Regions from separate parts of the Zea mays genome. Here region 1 is linked to region 2. A link is a contact called in public Hi-C data. All regions are on one chromosome and are shown on one strand. Each heading gives the region's core, a stretch centred on a gene start, on an enhancer-like site or on the middle of the called end of the contact. The rest is flanking DNA. Distances are from core to core; before and after follow the strand shown. Region 1 holds the start of LOC100304295. Region 2 overlaps LOC100194347.

Region 1 (3,221 bases), core at 159-2,658, 970 kb before region 2:
AAAAATATGAGTGCCAGTGGGTGTCCCCATGGACCACCAGGCCAGTCCCAGCCTGTAGTCGCGAGGATCTCCTTCCCTGCGCAGGACGAGCGGCCAGATCAGACGATCTCGGCCGTCGGGTCCCGAATGGACGGCCCAGGGTTTATCATTTCGACGCTATATTTAATAACTGTGCGGTTTTCGCGCGATGGGTTCACCTTGATCTCGGGGATGACGTAAGCCATGTTGCAGAGGAAGGCCAGCTGCGCGAACAGCCGCGCGTCTCCGAGCGGGGCCCTTGCCAGCAGCTTGGCGAAGGAGTGGCGGTCCCACCTGGCATCCTCCTCCTCGTCGTCGTAGCTCACGCCGCACCCGCCGTCGTGGTGGTCAGCGTCGAGGCGGTAGAGGTCGTCGTCGTCGTCGTCGAGTACGTCGCGCTTGGTCGGGTCGTGGAAGCGGGAGCGGAGCTCGAGGAGGCGGCCGAGCCAGTGCGCCTCGGGCCTCCGGGCGGGCGGCATTTCCGGCCCAGGCTCCTCCGGCGGGTCGTCGTCGGCGACGGTGAGCAGCCGGGAGCCGTCGGCGCCGCCGTCGGGCAGCGGCGGCGGGCGCAGCGGCGCCGCGCCGAGCTGGAACGGGAACACGCCGATGGAGCGGCTGGTGGTGAGCGCGGCGCCCGCGCGGCGCGGGCAGCGGAGGTGCGGCTCGGAGCGCGAGCGCCGGATGCCGGCGTGCATGGCCGCCGCCGGCGCCGCCGTGCCCGCGGCAGCGACGGTCGCCGCCGCCATGTCAGCGTGGCGTCCTCTCGCTCGCGATCTCGGAGGCGTGGGGAGGGCGAGAGGGAGGTTAATCCGGGGCGGGCAGCTGCGCTCCGCCCGCGCGGTGGAGACGTTTGGGCGGTTGGTGGTTAGCCTGTTGGTGGCGACGACGGACGACCAGCTAGCTACAGAGACGGCGGGCTCGGTTAGTCAGCCCGGAGCGGAGCGGAGCAGATCTGGTTAGAGCACTGGGCAATTCTGCAAATGGCGATGCGAGGGCTTTAAAGAGCACACACAGTTGGGGCAGGGCAGGTCGGCCGCGGCGCGCGCGGTGGTGGTGGAAACCGAAGGTGCCGGGGCAAGAGCAAGAACGAGAAGCCGGAGACGGCACGACAGCGCGAGGACTGGTGAAGTGGGCAGATGACCGCGCTTGCCTCCGCCACGGCAGCGCGGAGTAGTAGCAAGCTCTGTGATGAGACTGGAGGGGTATTTCCGGGAACAGCGAACGCCAGTAGGTCACTCGAGTAAAAGTAAGCGCTGGTGTACGCACGCACGCGGCCACGCGGGGTCGGGTCGCGGGAGGGCGGCCGAAACGGGAGAGAAGAAAACATCAATCACGGTCAGTCAGTCAGTCACAGCAAGGTCGTCCGGCATCGGTGTCTCCGCCACCGGCGTGGCAACGAAAAGAAAGCGAGGAAGCAGCGGAGGCGCACTGGAAGAATATGCTCGGCGTGGCTCGGTTTCGGCGCCCGCGGACATGGTACGTGCCAAACGCCCGGTGTTGCTTTCCGAGCTAGAGCGGAATTCCTACTACTACTCATCATAAACAGCTAGGGGATCGAACTCCGGCGTCCGGTTTCGCGTAAATATATAATCGCCGACAGTTACTCCAAACAAAACACCCGTTCTATTATATTTGTTGTCTGTTACCGCCACCGAACTCCAGCCAGCCCGGCGCGGCGCGGGCTGTTCGTGTCGTCCGGACAAAGAGCTTCGGATCGGCGGCAGGCAGGAGGTACCCTGCTTTATTTTTCCGAGATTATATTCTGATGAGCGGACAGAGAATATACGAATCGGTCCGGCTTTTCTGCAGGCGTCGGATACGCCGTCCCTCGCTCGCGTGGACGCCAACGCTGAGGTAAAGATCGTCACGCACGCACGCACGAACTATACGTGCGCGTCGGGGCAGATCTAGTGACGGCGGCGACCGATTCATCAGCCGACAGCGACCACGGGTTGTATTAGATTAATTGGCCATCGCCCATCGGTTAGAGTATTAATATTATTATTATGCAGTGCAAAGGGCTTGATCGTACATTGGAGAACTGCTATTGTTGTGTGCGTGTATATGTATAATAAATTCCCACTGGTAATCGCGAGGAGGAGAGCCATCTTGTCAGCTTGCTGCCTGCCCTACTGACCGCTGATTGGCTTTAGGCCCTGTTTGTTTCAACTTATAGATTATATAATCTAGATTATAATTTAGATTATATAATCTAGATTATTTGCTCTGAATTAAATAAGCTAGGTGCTGCTGTTTGTTAGCTCAGATTATTTGGACTCGGCTTATTATTCATATGCATACAAATACAATAATACCCTTGATTGTTTTAATTGTCTGGTGGGTGAGAACGTTTATGGATAGGTGAATGACAATTGGAAGTAATTTTAATCAACTTGTCATAGGTAGTGGGTCTTTCATAAAAAATAAGCTGAAATAAGCACTCTTTGATGAGCTTATAGGATTATCATAATCTCAAGTGCTAGATTATATAATCTTATCAGATAAGTTGCTTGTTTGTTTCCTCACTAGCTTATTTACATTGGATTATATAATCTATATAGATTATAATCTCAAACAAACAGGGCCTTAGTATTGGTTAGCTATCAGTAGGTATTAATCCCGGCACATGCATGGGTCCGGAATCTTATTATTACATGCCGTCGTCCGCTCCAAATGTCGATCTGGGCCGGCTGTCGCGCATCCTTGATCGCCGCTACTACGCCTAGTCGCCTACGCACATGCGCGAATGCAGCATGCGTCGCGCGGTGGCGGAAGCTGGAGAGTGCATGCAGAGCGCAGGGAGGCAGGCAGGCAAGCATGGGGAGTGCCCGGCCGCGCCAGCCGCCAGGTGGCCCTGCATGCATCGCGCGGGCGCCCTCCTGGCATGCATATGTGCTTCGTGGGGTGGGTGGGGGGCTTGCGCTTGCCACCTTGCCCTCGCCGTACGTGGCTCCGCCGCCGCTCTGCGTGCCGCCACGTGCCAACTGGCTATGGCACTACGGACACCTGACCCGAGTCCTTCTCGTCGTCACGTGCTGTAGACGACGATCTACTGCTGGTTACGTGCAGGTACAGCCCTGTTTGGCGTTTCGCAGAGCTGATTTTTTCTGCCAAACTATGGTCTTGTTTGGGAGAGCTTCACTTCAAAAATTTCAATTTCGTTCTAACTTTTTCAACCCAAACAGGTTCAGCTCCACGAGCTT
Region 2 (3,114 bases), core at 542-3,041:
CGGAACAATAATGCAAATTGAATGGTGTGGTCTCTCTCTACTATCTCTCTCTCTCTCTCTTCAGTGACTTCGCAGCAGCAGGATGGACGATTGGATTCCCTAGAGCTGTAGCCTGCAGTGTAGAGCATGTACGACTGCACGAGAAAGTTCATAGCCACGTCAGCCTGGAGTTATCCGTTCATGGCATGCTGCGGTCCTCCTGCCTGCGTACGTACGCACGGATATAAACTTAATTCACCACCGCTCCGATCGTGGTGCCTCACGTAACGCACGGAAACGGGAAACGACGCATACATATGCAGCAGACACGCTGCTTGCTAGCTAGCTGTTGGCGACTCCTGCACAGTGTGTGCGTGCCTTGGAATTTGACGGGTGTACAGTGCACACGGGCTCACAGAATTTAGGAGTACAACGAAGAAGTGCCCCCCGACCCGAATCTGCGACGACGACGACCGGACGACGTATGCATACTTGCATCGTTGTACATGGCACACAGCTAGCAGTACATACACGTGTGCCAACTGCCATGCATGCGTGCCCCTGTATACTGTACAAGTCCCTGTACTGCACGCTGGCTGGCCGCTCTGCCGACCGTGCATGCTTGCTCCATCGCTCGTCACGTCTCACTGCAGCCCCGGGTGGCCCCGCCCCTCTCGTGACTTGCATCGCGCGCGCATGCTGCTGTGACAAGTGGTTGATGAGCTCAATGCTGTGTGCGCACTGTTGCTCCGCCCGGATCTGTGCCAGGAGAACAAACATGAAATAATGGTGCAGAGAGAGAAAGAGAGAGAGAGGTTGCAGCCGTTCTCTCTCTCTACTGCCACTGCCACCGCCACCGCCGCCGTGAATGTGATCACGTGGCGCCCCCATCCATGCATGCATTTCATCCGTCGCATTTGTAGCCCTGCATTCCTGATCCGCAGCCTACCGATGGCCGTTGCGTGTACGCTCCCACAGTGTTCGTTTCCCAATCAATCAACAGCCCGCGCATCATGCATGCATGCATGCCTTCCACATCCACTTGTCCCCCGTGCCAAGCAAATATATGCTTGCGAGGGAGAGAGATCACACTGAGAAAGGACAGATGTAGATGACACTTTTAACTAGTTAGCAGCTAGATGTCATGTTTGGCCGTTCGTCCTGTTTGATGTCTCTATAAATAGTTAAGTAATTAAAAAATATATTTAATGATAAAATAAAATAAGTATTTACAGAAGAATTAAATATTACGGTCGGTTTAAAGTGTGTAAAAGTAAAAAAACATCATGTACTTTGGGACCACATTGGTGAGACAAAATGGTAGACAACACAGGGACACTACCCGCATCCTCCTGACTCCGTCTGATGATACATGCGTACGTATAGGTACGTACTCATGTGGAGTGAAGGCCAGATCGCCATTCAATTTTCCCTGAGCCACTGATTCCTGCCGCTCATCAACTGCAAATATTCCTGCTGTGCATGCCCCATCCAATGCATCACCCATCAATAGTACACTCTGCATGCAATGCAATGCAAGCTAGTGGTACACACACAGGCACAGGGATGTAGGGCCGTGTAGCGAATTGATGAAAATGCTCGATAGGAGAGTTGTCCATCGCATGCACGGCTCACAGCACCACTGCAGTTGAACCCCCAGTCCTGTACAAGGTCAACGTCAGAGATTTGGGACACAAGAATCCAACCAAGGATAGCGAGTATAACATCTGGCTTTTGTCTATAACACCGAGTCACCAAATATATATAAGGCCAAACATTGTTGGTGGAGCGTGGAGTACATGAGAAAGGTCCACCTATAAGGCCCATTAAACATTGTTGTACAATTTTGCGCGGAGTACATGAGAAAAGGTACACACCTGTAAGGCCCATTAAACATTTCAAAACTTCACAGCCCATATAAACATGTCAACTATTCACAAACTCTGAAAGCTACAGCCGAGTTTGGACAGAAATATACACAAAACATTTCTTCTGTCACCAGTATGAAGATGGCCTCGATGCCCAATTCAAAACCCTAAGCACGGGAGCATGAGAAAAGGTAAACCTCTGCAAGATCCCCGAAGTAGAATCCCTTCAGACTATAAACCAAGGCCACCCAGCTTCAAAATGAACAAAAAGAACTGCTTTCGCCACATGCATGTCCAAAAGAACAGTATGATGCTCACCTTACAAAGGTTTGAGGATGTACACATTGACAATCCGAACGCGAAGAACAGAGGCGACCATCTCTTACTAGAGTAAATCCAGGATAGGTTGTTGTCCTGATGCCGAGTTGGCATGAGGCCTTGATGCTCGGGAGAGTGCGGACTGTCCTTGATTTCTACCGCGCCCTCTTCCAACCGATGTGGATGGAGGAGGGGCAAGTCTTAGTAGCCCATGTGCGGCATTGTTGACCGACGTCGACAATGATCCAGAATCAGATTTTGGTAGCATCATGCTCAGGCCTGTACTGGAACTACTTGGATTGGAGAGACCTGTGCTCAATCCTCCATTTGGATTTCCGAAACCTAGAGCTGCACTGCCCTGATTCAAATAGCTGCCAGTTGAGTTTGTGCCCATTAGATTAGACGTGTTTGACCAGCTCATTTGGTTGCTTTTCGTTTGCCCTACAGAATTCCCGCTGCCACCAAAAACTATGTTGCCTGAGCTAAATCCCGAAATATTTTGATTTATGCTTGGCCAATGCTCGGTTGCTGAAATGCTATTAACATTGCTAGGTATTGGGGGCCAATCAGCAAAAGGATCAATATCATCAACTCCATCGCTAGACAGCCTTCCAGAACCATTATCCTTGCTAATAGACAAGGGTGCATTGAAGTTGGATGACGAGCTTCTTCGAGGAGGCCACTCAATGTCGACAGGGACACATGAGCCAGAAATTTTAGGTCCTGAACTAGCCGCAAGAGATTGTAGTGATGGTTGTGGTTGCGCAGGTGGGATTGTAGCTGCTGTAACATGAGAAACTGATGGTGGCTGCTTTGCCTGGGTGCTCAAATCAAAGGGGAGTGTTGTGGATTGCTTTGTTTGAGTACCGAAGTCAAAAGGGTCTACTGAGGGTTGCTTTGTTTGTGCACTAGAATCAACTGAAAGAGATGGAACACCGGATTTCTTAGT

The links. Hi-C and Micro-C count contacts between places; a contact is called where the count stands out from the background.
Region 1: a Hi-C map of tassel shows a contact between it and region 2, with 3 times the contacts expected there. The contact joins the promoter of LOC100304295 here to the enhancer-like site in region 2. A contact is called at or near these places in 2 of 25 Hi-C or Micro-C datasets (endosperm and tassel).

Annotation. Positions count from the first base shown.
Region 1 is chr8:148,204,765-148,207,985 of Zm-B73-REFERENCE-NAM-5.0, reverse strand. It overlaps LOC100304295, which reads right to left and starts at 1,408. Exons shown (of 2, transcript NM_001361278.1): 1 at 198-1,408. The coding sequence starts at 764.
Region 2 is chr8:147,236,043-147,239,156 of Zm-B73-REFERENCE-NAM-5.0, reverse strand. It overlaps LOC100194347, which reads right to left. Exons shown (of 14, transcript NM_001359459.1): 14 at 1,704-3,114. The coding sequence ends at 2,233. Among protein-coding and RNA genes, the nearest start is that of LOC100194347, 8.8 kb to the right of the region's middle. Within about 2 kb of position 1,791, at least 19 of the 20 cell types and tissues checked have an H3K27ac peak or open chromatin away from gene starts, as enhancers often do. A contact at or near this core is called in endosperm and tassel, where this site is marked.